Regions from separate parts of the Anser cygnoides genome. Here region 2 is linked to region 1. A link is a contact called in public Hi-C data. All regions are on one chromosome and are shown on one strand. The core of a region is the stretch at or near the end of the contact, and the rest is flanking DNA. Distances in the headings are between cores, read along the strand shown. Region 1 overlaps ULK2 (unc-51 like autophagy activating kinase 2). Region 2 overlaps NXN (nucleoredoxin).

The links. Hi-C and Micro-C count contacts between places; a contact is called where the count stands out from the background.
Region 2: a Hi-C map of liver shows a contact between it and region 1, with 11 times the contacts expected there. The contact joins two enhancer-like sites. A contact is called at or near these places in 2 of 7 Hi-C or Micro-C datasets (both in liver).

The regions. Positions count from the first base shown.
Region 1 is chr18:9,236,910-9,241,231 of Taihu_goose_T2T_genome, reverse strand. It overlaps ULK2 (unc-51 like autophagy activating kinase 2), which reads right to left. Exons shown (of 28, transcript XM_048074248.2): 16 at 1,410-1,547; 17 at 217-362. Among named protein-coding and RNA genes, the nearest start is that of ULK2, 26 kb to the right of the region's middle. Within about 2 kb of position 1,506, at least 2 of the 3 cell types and tissues checked have open chromatin away from gene starts, as enhancers often do. A contact at or near this core is called in liver, where this site is marked.
Region 2 is chr18:9,338,168-9,342,318 of Taihu_goose_T2T_genome, reverse strand. NXN (nucleoredoxin) reads right to left here. Exons shown (of 8, transcript XM_066979758.1): 3 at 3,640-3,773; 4 at 3,080-3,180; 5 at 2,684-2,790. Among named protein-coding and RNA genes, the nearest start is that of MRM3, 19 kb to the left of the region's middle. Within about 2 kb of position 1,563, at least 2 of the 3 cell types and tissues checked have open chromatin away from gene starts, as enhancers often do. A contact at or near this core is called in liver, where this site is marked.

The DNA of each region.
Region 1 (4,322 bases), core at 257-2,756:
TGAGCCAGCAGCGTGTCCAGGTGGCCAAGAAGGCCAATGCCAGGACTAGAGAAGTGCAGCCAGCAGGGCTAGAGAAGAGTGATCGTCCTCTTGTATGCAGCACTGGTGAAACCATGATCTAGTTGAGCAGATTTCAGTTTAAGGCAATTTCAAGCAAGAATTAGTGTTCTGAATAACTGTTCCACATAAACCTTCCTGAAGAATTTATGGGCTTACCTAGCGGTGAGGGAGAATATGGTCTTGAAGATCCTGTGGATAACCGGCGCCCAACACCCTGCGCAGTGTCAGCTGGTACTGGAGAACAGGAACCCATCTTCATGAAGCCCATCGGACTAGTATTTGAGCGTCTCACAACCCCAGCTCTAACAAGATGAAAAGAATGGTTATGCATGCTATAGCAACTGTGGATCCTTGAGATGAGGTTCAGAATCCCCTAACGAGTATAATGATCAATTAAAAAAAAAGATATTTACAGAGAAAGCCATGAAGCTGAAGCTTATTAAGGTAATAACTTAAGCTAAGCCTTCCATTCAGAAAACAAGAAAAATAAAATTCCTTTTGTTCCCACTACGATCGTAGCTTTCAAAGCCATAGCAGTCTGTTAACTGGAGAAATTTAAAACAGATATATGCCTTAGTACATGGATTACTGATATTCAGACAACTAGGCATTTAATTTTGAATTTTACAACTGAGTGAAATGCATTGACACAAACGTTCATTTTTATGGTTGGAAAAAGAAGGAACCTACAAAAAAGATTAAGACAAAGTTTTAAGTATTGGACCTGGTGTAAAGTGCAGCTACTGAGAACAGATTATTTTAGGGAAAGGCATGCCCTCAAGTGTAGAAACAACTGTAAAATCAAAGATCTTGAAAAAAAGCAAGGAACCTTTTTTTTTTTTAAGAAAAAAAAAAAGATCTCCAGAGATCTCAGAGTTTGTCTTTGACCTTCACCATCCCAATCCTGTAGATCACAAGGCATAGAATAAGTCTAGCACACTAGAGCCTTGTATTAAGGCAAGCTGGTTAACTAGTATGCCAAAAACTGTTTCCTTGATATTCTACAGAACAACGCATTCATCATTGCATGTGTGAAAACAAGATTTATTACTTTCTAGTTTATGATGTAATGCTGCATAATACACAAAGGAGGGAAAAAAAGCGAGACTTCGTCTTTTTATCTTCTTTGGTTGCAGTTGCCTAAAAGAACAAGCTTATTTTGTTTTAGTGAAGAATTTCAACTGCCGGTTCAACAACCTTGAGATTGTGAAGGACTATTACTTGTTATCATTAAAATGCCTCCTTAGAATGGTCTTGTGCAGAAAAAAATGACATCAGTAAGAAAGCATGGACATCTGTGAAGGTACAAATACAAACTAGAACCAAGCAAAAGGAGTTAGAATACTCACCTTGGTGATCCGTGGGGGTTTGACACAGGACTGGCAGTAGAGGAGAGGTTCTGTTCTATACGCTGGTAATTCCGGAGCTGAGTGGGAACTGGGATAGGTGCTGTTTCACTGCGGGGGGATACTGAAGGCTGACAATGCCTGAAGTAGAAAGGTATGGAGAGAGGAGATAAATAGAGGTAGACAGATCTCTCTCTAAATTGTACCATTCTCAAAAGTCCGAGAAAATCTGTGAAACTGACAAATAAACTGATTCTAAACTCCCCACATGCAGTGTGATCTTAGCTTGTCCTAATCTAGCTCTGACACTTCACAGAGGAAGACAAAGAACTGTTCGTTACTACCTACCTTTCTTATACTGGCTAGTACCAGATCGAGCTGAGAGTGCAGTACTAGCTGAAGCATTTCGTCATGCATCACAGCGATCTACCGATCCCCCCGACTTCCTGCCAATCAGCCCGCTCTGTTTACCACACTTCAAAATAGCGTTCTAGGAAAACCCACTGTGCTAAGAACAGGAAGTTCAGCAGCGGGGTTGGAATGTGTACAAAAGCCACTAAAGCACAGAGATATCCCATGAGACACAGTGAACTTGCAAAAGGAAAACATGTTATGTAACCAACCCTTGACAAAATGACCAAAACCACACACCTGAACATTAATCCACAGACGCAAACTGCAGATTAGCATTGCCCAAGTTCAACCAAGTGTCAGTGACCCGGTTTACCTCAGTGTACTGCCTGATAAGGGAATCAAACCACCGCAGTGTAAGCAGTCACCAACACTTTTAAAAGAATTAGACCGAAAGAATTTCGAACTAAATGACTTTTGGGAATATAATCAGCTTAGTATCAGGCCCCTTATTGATTAGTTTTTCAGAAAACAGGCAAAGATTAGAGATTCTCAGAGGAAATGTGAAAAAAGTCCTATCACTCCTACTTAAAATCTCTAGAAAACAAGCAGTTACACCATTTACTGCATGGATACAGCTGAACAGAAATCTTGGTTTCTGACTCTGTATCACATCCCTTTTGCAACCTCTGAGAATGAAATACTACTTCCTAATATGCATGGTCCTTCCTTAGCAAAAGAAAACAAGTTTGTCCTTTTATTGCCACCCAGGTTCTAGAGACTGAGTAATTTTGAAAGGCAGCTTGAACAAGCCTCAATAGATCTGTACCAACATTTTTTCCGCAGCCTCATCAGTTTCACTGAATTTAAACCCATGCTCACTAAGTTTCTCAGCTGTGCCTGACAGAAGTCCTAAGTCTGCTGTGCCACAGTGGCCAGCCTGGCAGAAGATGGGACAAATCTGCAGCTGTGACCACACAGGCAGTGGAAAGCCTGAAAGCTTCCACACAAGGAGAAGGTCTCACAAGTAGAAACCACACAGAGGCAGTAGGCAGCCTGCTATGACTAACACAACAAGCTGAGGCAGCACAGGGAGGCTCCCTAGGCCTGACCTGGAGAGGGGAAATCCAAACTGTAGCAGTGCCACTGAGGAGGCCATGAAGGCACTTCAACTTTTAAAGTACTCAGCATGGAATATGCCTTCCCCTGCTGTCACACAGCCTTACAGGTAGGTCCTGTGAGCTAAGTGCCATGTTAGCATGGTGGTATAGCACTTGGCCTTCTTCAGGGCTCCCCAGCTCAGGCCCAAAGCCACGTTCTGGTTAGGCATCCCCTAGTCAGATGTGGTTTGCTACTGGTTAGAGAAAGAGGCAATACAGAAGTGTGCAGAGTTGCATGCAAATCTTGTATCTGTGGGATCTAGAGAACAAAATTAGGAATTAAACACAGAAGAGGGAACCGCCTCCACCTATTGTGCCTGTTCTGGCTGGAGCATGAGAAGCATCACAGCTTCTTCTGCTTGCCGCAAAACAGCGTAACTATGGGTACCATTCATGCAGTTCTATCATCTAATCAGAAAAAAAAAAACGCTGTATCACAGGGCATAACATTTTGTAAAAAAAAAAAAATCACATGCTATGAAAGAACACTTTTCAGCAACGAATAACCAAAAAAACAAAGCAGCATCTGGTAGATTATCTGCTACCTTGAGACAATGTCCCAAAGCAGTCAGTCACTGAATTTACTCAACCAATACCTAAATCAAACTTTCACAGTACAAACTCTGACTGTGAACAGTAGGCACCTGTTTCTAATCACACAACCATTTAGCTCTTAACTTACTAACATACAGATAACATAACTGGCATATTTTCATAAAACCTGTAACTCCAAAAACCGTGACACATGATGATATAAGACAGGAAATTACCATAATTTATAATATTCTGTACACAGTCAATCCATAGCAAACGGATCTTTACAACCAAACCATTCAAATTGGCTGCCCTTAAACACAAAAGTTAAGGCTACAGCTTTATTGATAGCCCATGTCAGCAGATTTTGCAAACTGCAACAAGATCAGCACAAAGTAGTAAACTTTTCTTGTGACAAGCATTTCTAAACAAATAATGCTGACTTGCAGTCCTGTAGTACTAGCATAAGCCAAAAATACACCCAACATAACAGCTTTATTCCCCTTTTAGCCACTCGTCCTCTTTCTATTTTGTATTGAAAAACTTTATGAAATTCATTATTTGGTCAAATGACAAATCTACCCCTTCTGTTTAGTTATTACATGAATAGTTAAGCATCCTGGTTAAGATTTACATTTTCCAGTATAATACAGGAAAGGTGTCAGGCACTACTGACAAATATCAATTCCATTTCAAACTGGCAGAAACTTTGTCTACAAAGATGTGGCAGAAAGGGGCCTTATTAACAGCCCTGCTGATTGAAAAGCTGCAGTAAACGTTCAACACTTTTATGGGCTTCTTTGGGTATCTTGTGAGCCACAAACACAAAATTCACAATAATTGCTTGCACAGAGGTCACATCCAGTTATTG
Region 2 (4,151 bases), core at 314-2,813, 100 kb before region 1:
CCCAAATAAAGGCCAATAACTCAACTGACATCTTACACTAAGTTTTTGAACGCTGTAGGGGCCAACGGAGGACTAAACCAACACGAGGTCTGACCGTCTTGCTGCTTTCCCCGCTCAGCAGCTCAGCGCTGTGCAGGAAGACAAGTTCTTTTGTTGTCCCAGCTCCCGGAAAAGCTCCGCCAGCCTCACAAAAATGAGAGGAAAACCCACCCTGCAGGCACAACCCAAGGCACGTGCTCCTGCGCAGAGGCTGCCCGGCGCAGGAGGCCAGCAGGGAAGGCAGGGCTGCACGGACGCGCGGCGCGAGGACCGAGAACAAAGGCAGCTCCGGGGAGCAGCGCGGCGTTGTCCAAGTTTCGCAGGAAACAGGGAAAGCCAAGCAGGCACTCGAAGAGCAAAACCAGAAGCACAGCAACAAATAAACCGAGGGATGCTGGAGGTGAACGGTAGCATTTTTAAGTTTTACTGGAGATTCAGGAAAAAGACAAAGTTAGCAGGGCCATTAAAAAGACAGAAGAGAGGAACTGCAGGAAGTTGTTTCTTTGCACCAGACAAAGACGACCAGAGATGAGATCAGTAACACCGATCTGGAAACCCAGCGCTGTGTGAAACCACCCGGATGGTCACTTGGACATTTAACAGGTTACACGCCGCTGCTGGCACGGAGCCACAGCTCCAAAGGGGGCACTCAGAGGTGCAGTTACAGAGGGCTTAGGTGATGTTTGGCAGCATGAGAGCCACCCGTCTGAGGAAAGGCAGATCAGATTACATGCAGCTGATTTTTCATTTAGGTGGAATAACCACCAGTGGTGATGAGACGAGCCCGTGACATCTAGGTCTGCTTGCAGAAAGCTTTGGACATGGCCAGCGTGGCAGCCTGCTGCGGCAGCCCAGACTGCAAACCGGCAGGCACCTGCCTGCCGCTGCGCTCCCACAATCACTCCAAAATCAGCAGAAGATGAGGAGTCATTGCCTGTGCAGGGATAAACAACAACCCAGAGCCCCCAGGAAGCAGCACAAGGTTCCCCCCAAAGCCTCCTTTCCTCCTCTCCCAGCGCACAGGGTAGGAACCGGTCCCCTTCCATGTTTCAAAGTGACTCTGTGCATCGCACTTTGTCTTTGCAGAGAGGTTCCTACTGCATGGGAAAACCGTGACAGTGAAGCAGGGCTTGCAGTCAAACACGCCCAGATCCCAGGGTCAGTGTCCCTGGAAAAGCACCCCTGCCGTGCAGAACCAGAGGGGTAATATGGGAGCTGTGCCGGCGAGGAAGGGAGCAGGGCACAGGGGAATAGCAAATATTTACATTTTCAGGTCAGCACACAACAAAGAGAGACATTTAAGGAGACAGCGGCTGGAGTTAAAGGGAAAGCTGTTGTCACTGTTTCCCTGGCTACAGCACACTCAGTGCTGAAGTATCCGTGTCTGGACACCTTATTTACAGAAAGTCCCCGTGAAACTGGCAGCAGTCCTGCAGAGCTCAGCCGAAACCGGCACTGGAGAGGTTTGCGAGCGGGCCGGGAAAAAGACAGATGGATTTGGAAAGCTTTTGCCTCATGGGAAGGTAATTAAGAAGCAAACTGATGGCTATTTAAAGCTACCTAACAGTTATTCTTGGTTTGAGGTCAGAGAACAGAGCGCAGCGATGGCACCTGAGCTCACCCCAGAAGGGGTGTTCGGGGAGGGTTCCAAGGAGGATTATTTCCCCTGCCCACTGGGCTTCAGCCAAACGCTCATATCAGCAAAACTACCCCAGTTAAGTCAACACGGATGAATAACCTGAACCAAACACTCAAGGGTTTGGTCACTCCAGGACCCTTCTGCTGATGAGGCTTTGCAAAAGCAATACAGGCAAATAGAGAAGGGCGGGACCACCAGGAGGGTCCTGGGGGCACCTTTGGCAACACTCCTGCTCCTCTGCCCCGCTCCCCCACGTTGCACTGAAACATTTGAGAAACACACACACGGCAGCAAGACCAGCAGCTCTTTATCTTCCAGTCCCTTAACCACAGGTAGAAACTCTGTGTATACATGGAAGTACATGGAAGGCTTCCTCGACGGCTATTTACCTTGCGTGTCTCTGCTGTGCAGCTTGGGCCTGTGTGAACAACACACTGGTCCCCAGGAGGGCTGCTGGGAGCTTTTATCATATTCAGGACACTCCGAAAACACCCAGACAGAGTGAGCCTCTCCCCTGCCCCTCCGAGCAGCCGAGGCTGCTGGATTCTGGCACCGACACATACAGTAAAGGCAAAGCCATGGTTTACATCAAACATGCGCTCTTCTGTAATTCATGTTACTAACATAAACCAGATGCCATCTTCCCCAGCCTCTGCAGAGAATGATCGCCTGCCTTTGCGTTACATAAAACAGCAAGAAAATGAAATTTAAACCTTCAAGAAAAAGCAAAATAAATAACTCAGTAATTAGGCAAAAAAAATCCAAGCCAAAAACAGCTTCCAAGTTTCCAGGAAGAATTAGGTTGTTTATGGAAGTCCTGTTTCAACTAACAGCCTGCCTGGCAGGTGGTAGGAATGTGAGTTTGTGGAGAGCAGAAACATGAGGCAGCTCTGCCTGGGGCACTGTGCTTTGCTTTGCTGTTTTCTTGTTTTAGTTAAACAAGAGGAGACATCACAAATATTCAACAAAAGCAGCAGAAAGGAGAGCCGCAGGGGCCTTTCCTACCTTGTATGCCGTAGAGTCGATTCAGGCGTGATCGTCTGGCCTCATCAGCATACGGGACAGCTACCCAGGGCATCTCGCTGAAATACTGCTTGAAGGAGTCCTCTGACCTGTGCAACGGGAACAGCACAGGGGATCCTGAGTGTAGCCCCTCTCCCTGCCACGCTACTTTCCCTTTTCCTCGTTAAAAACCTGGCCAGCAAGCGCCTTGCTCCACTTCATCAAACCCACCAGGCGAGGGCTGCTAGGAGGCATAAACCTGGGGAGAGCCGGACTAAAAGCCCTCAGTCCCTCAAGAAGGGGTCTGCACCGCGTTTTTTTCTGATATTTCAAACCCTCCAAGACTGGTTGCCGTGGGGCAGGCAGCTCTGCCTGCACCAAGCGTTACCGCTCCATTACCTGTCTGCGCTAACGAAGAGGATCTCAAACTTCTGGCCCGCCTCCTTGATTTTCCGGTAGGACTCCACCAGGACCCTCGTGAGGCTTCGGCAGGGTGGGCACTGCAAAACAACACGCACTTGAGGACGCCGTCTCCCACCTCGTTCACGGGGCCAGGCTCGCACCCCATCAGGTCTAGACGATCTGGCCATCCCTGAAAGCCAGACGCGATCTCTTCTCTTCTGGAGCCAGGAAGCAGCCTTGAAAGTGGCCGGTGCTTATGGTAAGAGGTCACTGACTGCTTAAATTGCCAAGGAAACCTCTCCCACTTTTAAAATCTAAAAATTCTTCCCCTTCTGAAGGGTCAGCTGAGGGTGACCCGCAACTGCAATGCTGCTGGCTTCTCCCAAAAGGACCAGGACATCTTAACTGCTTAACCACCAACCAGCCCGAGGTCTTCACCCTCCTGCAGAGCTCGGCAGCGACTGCACTCCTTGCCTGAGGGTTGCAGAAGGGATGCCCGGAGCTCCAAGTCTGCCCTGAGCTCACTGCAGCTGCTCTGCAGAGCACAAACCACTCACCCAGTGTGCGGAGAAGTAGACCCCAACGTGAGAGCCCTCCAGGGCGCTGCTGTCTAGCGTCTGGCCGTTGTTCCTTAGCAGAGGCCCCGCAACAACTTCACTGAAGGGTTTTGGCCCCCAGGGGAACTCCAGACCTAGAGGAGGTTGGGATGAGGGTGGAAAAAAAAAAAAAATCACACCACAAAATAGCAAGATGGACACGCAACATTTACAGTCTCAAAAAGTTCCACTTAAAAAAAAAACAAAAAACATTCTGCCTTCTAACAGATATGTGGGATGCTATCTGAGGCATCCTGCCGAGGTTCATCCCCATCTGAGGGGGACGCAGAGCTGCTCAGCTGCCTGGGCACCACCATGGCCCTGCCCCGAGCTCAGCATCACACCCGGGGCCACCTCTTTTTTCCACAGGTACCTCTGCATCCTTGCCCAAGTCAGAGCAACTTCTGCTTGATGAAGCCTGCTCTGGTTTTGTGCCCGATAATGCATCTTTGCCTTATCCACAGTGTTTGCTT